3 separate regions of the Mus musculus genome follow, and all the other regions are linked to region 1. Evidence: chromatin contacts called from public Hi-C and HiChIP or PLAC-seq data. All regions are on one chromosome and are shown on one strand. Each heading gives the region's core, a stretch centred on a gene start, on an enhancer-like site or on the middle of the called end of the contact. The rest is flanking DNA. Distances are from core to core; before and after follow the strand shown.

Region 1 (3,592 bases), core at 595-3,094:
GCTGTTCGATGTCCCGGGAAGCAGGCAAACAATGGTGAGGTTCCTTAGACAGAGCACTGGAACCTTCACTGGGGATAGGAGTTGGCCCTGAAAGTCATCCTTTCTGTCTTGGTGCAGAGAGAAACAGTCTCAAAGTCAAGTATTTCCTTAATAAATTTTGTTTTACTTAAAAAAAAAAAAATAGAGACTTCTCTACTTTTATTTTCAAAATTTATGTTTTCAAAATTTCTCTTGTGACTGCTATTTTTTTCTCAAAAAAAAAAAAAAAAAGAAAAAGAAAAACAACCTCAAAATAAACCTCATGCAAAAGAGACATGTTTTGAAGGTTGCATGACACTGACTAGGTCTTAGAAGTGGTACAGAGGAAGTAACAAGAGAGATCACAGAAACTACTGAAGCATCTCTGTAACTAGACTATTCCAGCTTTGCTTTCGGTCATTATGTGCAAGCAAGGATTGCTCCCTCATAAATTTTGCCTGGACAGAAGAAGGCAGGATGCAATAATGGCTGTGAAGGGCAGGCAGTGCCAAAGACAGAAAAGAATCTAAATGAGCTTTCCTTAAAGGAAGTTAAAGCCTAAGTAAGTTATGTGTGATACAGGAAGAGCCTGGAGCCATTGTGGAGATGGATGGGTGAGTGTCAGGAAGCTGAGACATCTGGGGACAGGGTCAGTGTGGGGCACAACCAGGGACTTACACAGGGGTCACCTCACTGTCTACTCTCAACAGTGATCTTTTAACAGAGCACTTGAGGAAATTACTCAAGGTCTGACCATGAAAGAACAGATTGGAAGGCAGAAAGCCCACACGTTGCGTTTCCTGCTCACCGATACACGGCCATCCCATTAACTGTGAAGAACCGATAGGGCAAAGCTTGAAGGTAAAAGTGGTTTGTGTCTCCCTGACACAGCTGAAGTCAAGTCCCGTGTAGACATGAGGGTTCCGTATAACCCATCACAGCCCAGAACAAAGAGCCCTGGGGGCAGAAGAGCAAGGTTAGATTAAACTCACAAGTCTAACATTCAGTCAGAAATATCCAACCATTTAAGGAAGCAAACATTTAAAAAGTAAACTTCATGATGAGAAAATCAGTCAACATTGCTCTTATATTATCAAACATGGAAGAATTATTACATAAGTAAATTAAAGTGAGTATTTTTGTTTCTGTGCTTAAACGCTTTAGAAAGAGCTATCTAAGTTATTCTTTAAAAAGTCCAAACACAATTTTTAAAGATAGGTACAACAATGAGCAGAAAGAGCTCTGCGTGGAACCTTAGAGCCTAAGTTAGTGAATTGAAAGCATAGGGGTAGAATTTCTCCACAGTGCAGCCAAGCACACCACAAGGATACAAGGTAGTGACCCAAAGGTGGCACAGGGCCCCAGTTTGCACGTGAAAGCCACCCTAGAGTGACGGCCTGAACCAGTGCTGCCTGATGTGGGCCCGCAGGACTATGAACCATTTATCCCAGGAAGACGGCAGGGTAGAAGAGAGCAGCAAATAGTGAGACAAATTAATTTATCCTGCTAACCTTACCCCCCCACCTGCCCAGTGCTCTAGTAATCCTAAAATCAAAATCCTTGGTGACATCCACTCCCAGGAAGTCACCTTGGAGCTCCTTGGGTTCTGTCCTTCCTGTGTCTCCAGGAAGCTTCCACTTGTCACCTGCTGTGATTTCAGAATTCAGAGCTCTTTTATTGTGTTTAGGTTGTTTTGGTGGCCGCGGGAGGTCGTGACACAAACAATTGAACATTCCCACCGCAGGACAATAATGTGTTTGGTACAAACAGTGATGAACAAAAGGAGAAGGAATGAGGTACTAAGGGAGTTTGGAAGTTTTCCTCTGTTGCTGAGAATGTAGAAGATCATGTGCTGTGTGGGGACTTCCTTGACTGATCAGGAAATACCTCCTGAGGCCCTAAGCTAGTTCTCGCTGACCTTGAGCTCCCACATTCTAGAAGTGAAAACTACCGGGCCTGTGGCACAAGTGTAGGCTTCCAGCAAAGGGTGTAACGTGCAGGTAGGAGTTTTGTTTAGTAAGTATGAGAAACCTACATTCCACAGCATTGTAAAACCACCCCCCCCTCCAAAAAAAAAAAAGCAGCAAAAAACCAAAAAACATTTTCTCGCCTATGGCAAGATTCACGGCTAAAGTCACTACGATAAAAGACAGGCTGATAAGAGCAAAGCATATCAACGTTTCTAATTCAGATTTTACTTTATACAGGGCCCTCCAGAAGTGACATAACAAATCCAATCACATCACCCAAGCACGTATGCACACACGGGGATGGGGGTGGCGGGTTGGGTGGGGAGTAGGGAAAATCGAAAATTGTCTTTGCATATGTGCACAGCCATTGGAAACAATGCTTGCTGAATACAAGGGCACAGCGACAGTAACCTTGGAAGAACTCCCTGGGCAGTTCCTGGTCTTTTTCTGATTCTGCTAGATATCTGCTTGGTTCCTTCCTTCCCTCTAGCTGTGAGGCAAAGCTGCTCATTTCAAAGGAACAGTACAGGGAGAGCCCATTCCAGGGCGTGGTTAGCTTGATGGCCCCTTCAAAGGAAGGTGTGAGGAAGAGTTGGGCCTTCCTCCCTCTGTGGTTTCTTCACTTCCCACTGTGCATGTTACCCATCCCTTGTCTCTTACACAACTCTGCTGCAAGGACTAAAAGTCATTCAGCTGTCATCCAGTCCAAGCCATCAAAAGTCTCATCCACTCACTCCATAGCCAAAAGGGAGCCAACTAAACCAAGCAGGCCTGACCTGACTGGCAGCTACCACAAAACATAGGCTAAACATCACTAAACCAACTACCATGACAAACAGCAGCAAGAAAATATGTGCATAGTTTTCCAAAAAGGTAAAGGTAAGAAAAAAAAAATTTAAGCAACTTTTTTAAAAACCAGGAACAAATCTCCAGGAGGAGAATGAAGGAGAAAATTGAAAGTAACCAGAGACAAAAGACCTTTACTGTCAGGAACAAAGGTGATTGTACCTTTCTTCTCAGAAATTCTGAGCTAGGAAACAAGGCAAAGGCTCCTTCTTCAAGTCCTGTTCACTGCCCCTCCCCGTCACTCCCTCCCACAATCCTTCCCACCATCCCAGCCCCTTCTCTTTGAGCAGGTGAGGCCCTCCCTGTCTATCCCCCCCTTGGAACTTCAAGTCTCTTATAGGCTAAGTACTTTTCTTTCCCACTGAGGCCAGACAAGGCAGCCCAGCTAGAAGAATATAACCAAGGTACAGGCAACAGCTTTTGGGATAGCCCCTATTCCTATTGTTTGGGACCCACATGGAGACCAAACTGTATATCTGCTACATATGAGTGGAGAGGCCTAGGTCCAGCCTGCATATGATCTTTGGTTGATGGTTCAGTCTCTGAGAGCCCTAAGGGTCAAGGTTAGTTGACTCTGTTGGTTTTCTTGTGGAGTTCCTATCTATCCTTTTAGGGGCTATAATCCTTCCTCCTATTCTTCCATAAAAGTGCCCCGACCCCATCCACTGTTAAGCTATGGATGTCTGTATCTGTCTGAGTCAGCTGCTGCTTAGAGCCTCTCAGGACAGCCATGTCCTGATTCCTGTCTGCAAGCGTAA
Region 2 (3,479 bases), core at 888-3,387, 340 kb before region 1:
ATGACTTGCTCTCCAAGAGTTGACCTGTGGGTCCCCATGCCCCTTCTAAATAAAAAGCCCATTGCTGTTTCACAACAATCATGCACAGATCATCCCCTCCACCCCGAGCTGAGATGAAGAGGGGGACAAGCAGGGCAGCTCAAAGGTACTCTTAAAAACACACAATGGGCCTTGCAGATGCAACAGAATAAACTGGAAGCTCAGAAGATTTTGCTGAAGGGACCCTGGTATAGCTGTCTCATATGAGGCTATGCCAGTGCCTGGCAAATACAGAAGTGGATGCTCACAGTCATCTATAAGATGGAACACAGGGCTCCCATTGGAGAAGCTCTCTAGTAAGTACCCAAGGCGCTGAAGGGGTCTGCAACCTGATAGGTGGAACAACAATATGAACTAACCAGTACCCCCAGAGCTTGTATCTCTACCTGTATATGTAGCAGAAGATGGCCTAGTCGGCCATCACTGGGAAGAGAGGCCCCTTGGTTTTGCAAACTTTATATGCCTCAGTACAGGGGAACGCCAGGGCCAAGAAGTGGGAGTAGGTGGGTAGAGGAGCGGGCGGGGGGGTGGTCTAGGGAACTTTTGGGATAGCATTGGAAATGTATATAAAGAAAATATCTAATAAAATAAATTAATTAAAAAAAACAATATCTTAATGTAAATGACTAGAGGAGGAATAAAGGCTGCAACTGGCCCTCAGCTCCCTCCCCAGGAGGCCTAACACCTTTAATGCTTTAAATGTTTGGGAGGCAGAAAGAACCATCTCTCCTAGTTAGCACCCAGTGCTAGGGTGGTCTCGCTCCCTTCTGCACACAGATCCTTGAGAGGCTCACTGAGAAAACAGTAACAGCAAAGCACCCACGAGAAGATCCTACCGTCTGGTCTGTAACACGCATCAACGTGCAGAAAACAAGAGAGTACGAGGTCCGCCCTAACCAGAAGGAGGAACTCTTTCCATCGAAATGCTACTTTCCCAAAAATCTTTTTAGAAAAATATTGGAAAAAATGAGGTTGAGCAGCCAAAAGACCTCCAAGGGGAAGGAAGCCCTTCTTCATCAGTGTACCCAGCTCTGCCCATGTGCTGCTCCCGACAAGGAAAGCTGCCCAGTGCTGAGCACAGCACCCCAACATATCAAACAAGTCCCATTATCTACTGATACTATCTCCAACAGCACCTATTCAAGATCTCTATTCTCCTAGGAGGCAGAGAGTGAAAAAAATCTAGCTTTTCACAAGTCTCGAAAAAATGTTTATAACTTTCCTAGAAATTTTGTGATTTCTACTCATTGCACGCCACAAGTGAACAAGAGTCAGAAAGCTGACATCTCAGGAGAGACAGACTTCCTTGGTTAGAGAGAAAGGTGCTCTATCAGTTTGGTTACAGTCGTGTTCCTTTAATTTTTTTTTCTCTTTAAAAAGATAGCCATGAAATTAGAAGTAAGAACTTGAATGTTTTCCTCTTTCAGTGACGAATATTTATAACTAAGTTTGTTTCGTCATCAATCCCCTGGATGTTTACAGACGCACACCACCCATCAATATATTGAATGGTCTACTTGAATCATATTAGCATTTAATTAAATGAAGCAATCAAAACCCTAGGAACAATTCTGATAAACATCATCTTATAATTAAAATCTGATGAAAAACTTTATTATACTTGCCTCAAATCTTTGAAAAGTTGTCAAACGAAAATCTCCTTAAATTCCCGAGAGCAGTAATAGAGGAGATAACTCTGAATGAAAACATCCAATACATTTCTAATGTGGCTGGCATTTTTTTTTTTTTTGAGACTCACTTAATGGCTTTTCCCACCACAAAGCCACTATTCATACTTAGAATTCCACACTCAACTTACATTTTTAGAACTTCTCTTGCTTTCCAAAAGAGGAACAAAGGCATTACTGGTTGCCTGGCAATTAGAACTAGGAACCAACCACTAATTAGTAGACAATTGTGAATAAGTTAAGAATGAATGAAATAATTGGCTGTGGAGATTTTTTAGGGACACTTGAAAGAAATGAACTTAAAGAAAGCATGGCTTGGGGAAAGAGAACAGCCAGGGAGACTTGCCCATCATCTTGTCCTCACTGGTCATATTCTAATGGCTTTTTAAAGCAGCTTTAAAACAGGCCAACCATTTCTCATTGATCGCCCTGAAGGCTCAGCAATTAGTCACAATGGTTGCCCTTTGTGAGAGTCAGTTTCAACCTGATCACTTACTGAGACAAATCCTGGACCCACCCAAGCTAAAAATCTTTTATACCAAGGGGAAGAATAAGGAGTTCCCATGTAGAAAGGGAGTGGAATGCATCTTTCTTAATTAGACAAGACCTCCACGGAAGGACACTGCTGCTTTAAGATCATTTACCATTTGTTTGTCGTTCTGAGGCCCATTGATGCAAAAGTCTAAGCCACTCTTCTGAGCTCCTCAGTCTAATTAAGGAATGATACAACTGTTTTGCCTCCCGTGATGAAGACAAAAGTGTCATCAATTATAGAGTGCTATGACAATCTTTTACTATATTAGCTCATCCATAAACACTGAATTAGCATCTTAGTACTCACCTGTAGTCTGCGGTTGAGGGATCTGAGTCTGGTGTGGCAAGTTCCTAGAAATGATTAACATTATTGAGTAAAAATGTGTTTGCACACTGGTAATCAGAGACCAAGACACATTAAGATAGAAATCTGCTCGGAGAGGTATCACTCAGATAACGGGCTCAGGTTTTGCACCCTGTGGGGCATTGAGCTATGCACATACATGAGAGAACTGAAGACCAAGGAAGACAAATAGCAATCTCTGATAATGTCCATGAAATTCTTACCATATGCCATAACAAAACTCCCTCATGATTCTAAAACATAGGTCTTATTAGTTTTTCTATTTTCTTATACGTGAAAATAGCCTTAAAGTTTGAAAATCACACGGCTAATAACAGTGGATAAAGATATAAACACAGTGATGCCAGCAATTAAATTACTGATGTGTACAATCTCAAACTAGGTCTAGATCATAAAACCGGTATGGATCTGTGCATACACATATGTCTATATACATCATCATATCGTACAATCATCACTGGTACGTTATAACAGCTTTGAAGGCATATCACTACCTTTATTCACTAAACATGCTATCTTCATGCCAAAAAAGGCCATTTCCCTGCCTGGACTAGGAAGAGTTTCGAGTCCCCCTTGACGTTTCTTTCCGTTCCCAAAGGCAATCACTGGGATGTTTCTCAGCTTTCGTTAAATCTGTCCCCTTCGTTTACACCTTCATGTCTCCCTTGGAGCCTCTGACAGCTCTGATGTAGTTCTTCGTCCCTTACAACCCACTGCTGACCAGTGACCTCCCAAGACACAGATCTGTAACACACACCTCAATATTTCTTATTTCTTTCTCTCTATCAGCAAATTCAATTTCTGGCTTCTTAGTATGTCTTAAGCAGACGGAAAACTATCTGTAGCCTCACACA
Region 3 (3,473 bases), core at 900-3,399, 470 kb before region 1:
TGAACACGTGAGCAATTAATTTTGGAACAGTTGCAGTATTACAAATGTGATTACTTATTGCAAACCCAATTAATCCAGTCAGGAGGAATGTTAATTACAAAGGAGTGTGAAAATTAGCATGAGTGCATGACTAAGTGCCCAAATTTTAGCTTATTATATTGTCTGCTAATTTACTTTCAGGGTCCTTCTTGGGGAAGTCTCATGAATGTTTGTGCACATGAACGATAAGGAAACATTAGTCCTCACACCAGCCTTGATTAAATCATCTTGGGACTTTCCCAATTAGAAAAACTCACAGCTTTAGAAATGGCTACCCTGGCATTTTAAATAGAGTTACTGAAATTTGCATCCAAGAATGTGTTAATGACATCAAATATTTACAAGTAACATTTTTACTACTCAAGTAATGGTCTTGAAGCTACATGGTTAGCTATTAGCTACTTGGAGTTAACAAAATCATCGATCTTCTTCTACTTGCCCCACACAAGACCTTCAGGGAAAGCCACAACTCCTATCTCCCTCCCATCTCCAGAGGGCGCTTCAATTCACCCAAAACCTTGAAATGGCTAACAGCCACTCACAGCATTACTCCAAGAAGGTAGGAAAAAGCCCAGAATGAGATAGGCAGGAAAATGAAACACAAAGCAAGTCAGAGCGTAACCGATTTTAAAAAATGAAATGAAATAAAACTCAAAACAGTAATCTCATTTCTTGTCTGAGCAATGAAATATGAATCAAAACGAATCCAGATATAATAGAGAGCAATTGGGAAGGTGGCCAAGCTCCCACGAAACCAGCCCTCCAACAGAAAATTTACTAGGGTTGTGTGTTGGTGACCAACCCCTTCTAGATATAAGGGTAAATCAAGGGGGAAAGTCTAGCTAAGTTGATGTGCTCGGCTTCTCCCTTGTGAGAATTTAAGCCTGGGAGGAGAGAACAGTGGAGCTGTTGATGAGAAGGCAAACCAAAGGAGATAATCAACGATGACTATCAGCCCCACACCAAGCGTCCCTGGGCAGCACTAGGCTTGGTGGTGTTTCTTAAACTCAAATAATCATTTGGAATCTTCTCACCAGCGTCCCTTTGTGCTTAAGTGAGAAAAATTTCTTGATGTTGAACAAAACAAAAGTATCTTAAAATAGTCAGAATATAGACTACAAGAGAGTATCCAAGCAAGCAGAAACAAGAACCGACCTTTGAGATGGTTGCAAAGATAAAGCACCTGGGAAAAGAGCATTTGGGGGAATAATGGATGTTTGTCATTTGTTCATTTACTGAGAGCCAGGGAGGCACTGACGGCATTTGTCCCTCACTATCTGCTCAAAGATGTTTATATAATGATAGCAAACAGCCTTGAAAGACAGAGATAGTGTTTGTCTCCAGAGCAAAGAGCAAGTGCCTGTCCAGTATGTCAAAGATAATGTCTCTCTCCAGGACACATCACACAGGTTGGCTCACAGCACATTGTAAAAGACTTAGCTTCCAGATGAGGTATTACTCAACTGTGACACGTCCACTTGGGTTACTCAACCATGGTCCCTGTGGGACGTGAGGGGCAAAGAACCCTAAAGCAAGCATAAAGCTCACATTCCTTGCCTTCTTGAAATAAAGTCTTTCATCTATGTGACCCCAGGAGTCACATGTCTATGTCAGCATTTATTAAACGGTGGCAGGCCAATATCTTAGCGTCAGAAATCTAGAAAATGTTCAGGCCCTTCACGGTTTGTTACAAACATTGCAAATAATTCATCTCAGAATGAAGCCTCTTTTACTCTGTATTCCTGTCTTTCAAGTTGCCTAGCAACTCCCTGGTCACCATCGATCTAACAATCTGCAGTCACCATGCCATGTAGAAAAGTGTGACGCAACCATTTGCTTCTGGAGATTGCTTGAGTTCTCTTCTCTGCCTAACAACCACTGCAGACATTAGCGAGCTTGATAATTTTATGTTGAGCTATTGTTATTTGAGAGCAGTAGCCATGAAAACGACCGTACAGTGCCATGTTCATACAGTTACAGTAGCTGATATTCAAATCCATAGCCAACTTTTGTTTGTTCCATCTGTTTTATTGACTGGTAGATACCAGAGACCCACTTGGAGAAGTTCAAGCCAGGGAGCATGCATAGGGAAATGAGCTCAGGACATCCTGCTGTGATCAATTCCTTTGTTCAGGCCATAATGTAGCTCCAGGGAGCTCCCTAGCAGGAACTTGTGACTTTTCAGCCCTCTCTTCCACAAGCTCCACCTTTTATCTGGTTTGTCTTCCTCCTGTGTATTTGTTCTTCAAATTTGGCTATTATAAAATTTTATCCCTCTTCTAATTCTGTGAAAAGGATTCAGTCTCGCTCACACAGCCCCAGCAACCTCTAGATTGGTATCTTTTGAGTTAGACAGCCCTTCCTAAACATCCACAGATTACTAAACATGGCTACCTGGACAACGGAGGGCATAGTAAGGCAATCTTTAAGGAGATGAAGCTGTGGAAGCAACAGCACAAGTACCAGCTCGAGTACCAAAGCCTCTGTGTTCTAGGTAAAATAGAAACAGCCCCGAATTCAGATGTTCAATGTGAACACTCATGTGCCCTTCTCCCAATCTTCCCATTTCCTGTCTCTTCTGAAAAAAAAAATACATATTTGTCTCCACAAATGCGAAAATTCTGTCTTCTCATTAAATCTTAAAATACAAACAGGTCTTAGATGGACATTTTTAAAAAGTTTGGCAGTGAGGCAGATCCAAAGAACACGACACACCATAGGGAAGCAGAATGCTGAAATACAAAAGAAGAAAGGTACAACTACTTTAGTAAAGTCAGAGAATAAGCCGGGATATCGGAGAAAGCTTGTACTTCCAGCACCTCGTACACAGAGGCAGGAGGGTAGCAAGTTCAAGGTCAGCCATGGCTAAACTAAGGACATCGTCTCAAAAAAATTAAGATGAAAAGAAAACAGAGAGACAAGAAGAGAAGGATACAGGAAAAGACAGAGAAATGAAAGGAGGAAGAGTTAGTAAGGGGAGAAAGGAAGGGAAGAGATTAAAGGTCAGAAAGCCCAGAGAACAAAGATCCCATGGCTATACTTCTTTGTAAAAAATAAATAAATAAAAAAGTTCTGACAAGAATTTAGGCAAAAGGTGTCTTCATATACAATTACAGTAAGCATTAACGAGTTCAAATTTTTTGGAAAGAAACTACCAGTAAAGAGCTAAAAGCTTAAAAGTGATTATATTTCTAACACATTTTATTTCACACCCTACATGTTGGTAAGGGGCAAATCTTTGGTTTTTCAAAAGTGTTTTGCTCACAGAGCCTGTAAGACAGTCTTGGCATAAAGGAGTGTGACTCTAGCTTTCTCTCCACTGCTTGGTCCAGAGCAGCTTCCAGCTGAAGGCCAGAATGGCTTGTCCAGAGCATCCTATACCACAGCGGGCCAACCCCACTGTCCAGAACATCACACATCTGAAGGCAAGGGGT

What was found. A called contact is a pair of places that touch in the nucleus more often than the background predicts. HiChIP or PLAC-seq counts read pairs in DNA pulled down with a chosen protein or histone mark.
Region 2: a contact with region 1 is called in an H3K27ac HiChIP or PLAC-seq map of embryonic stem cells, with 10 read pairs. The contact joins two enhancer-like sites. A contact is called at or near these places in 3 of 484 Hi-C or Micro-C datasets (the N1E-115 cell line, embryonic stem cells and uterus) and 6 of 115 datasets of contacts at active chromatin or transcription factors (embryonic stem cells and extraembryonic endoderm stem cells).
Region 3: a Hi-C map of embryonic stem cells shows a contact between it and region 1, with 2.5 times the contacts expected there. The contact joins two enhancer-like sites. A contact is called at or near these places in 3 of 484 Hi-C or Micro-C datasets (the N1E-115 cell line, embryonic stem cells and nephron progenitors) and 2 of 9 other capture datasets (embryonic tail and embryonic trunk).

Annotation. Positions count from the first base shown.
Region 1 is chr6:5,017,642-5,021,233 of GRCm38.p6, forward strand. All of the region lies in intron 2 of Ppp1r9a (protein phosphatase 1, regulatory subunit 9A), which reads left to right. Among named protein-coding and RNA genes, the nearest start is that of Gm52886, 35 kb to the right of the region's middle. Within about 2 kb of position 1,845, at least 33 of the 459 cell types and tissues checked have an H3K27ac peak or open chromatin away from gene starts, as enhancers often do. A contact at or near this core is called in embryonic stem cells, where this site is marked.
Region 2 is chr6:4,675,499-4,678,977 of GRCm38.p6, forward strand. Sgce (sarcoglycan, epsilon) reads right to left here. Exons shown (of 11, transcript NM_011360.3): 10 at 2,569-2,612. Among named protein-coding and RNA genes, the nearest start is that of Gm38761, 23 kb to the left of the region's middle. Within about 2 kb of position 2,138, at least 9 of the 459 cell types and tissues checked have an H3K27ac peak or open chromatin away from gene starts, as enhancers often do. A contact at or near this core is called in embryonic stem cells, where this site is marked.
Region 3 is chr6:4,548,557-4,552,029 of GRCm38.p6, forward strand. No RefSeq gene overlaps it. Among named protein-coding and RNA genes, the nearest start is that of Gm33959, 37 kb to the right of the region's middle. Within about 2 kb of position 2,150, at least 24 of the 459 cell types and tissues checked have an H3K27ac peak or open chromatin away from gene starts, as enhancers often do. A contact at or near this core is called in embryonic stem cells, where this site is marked.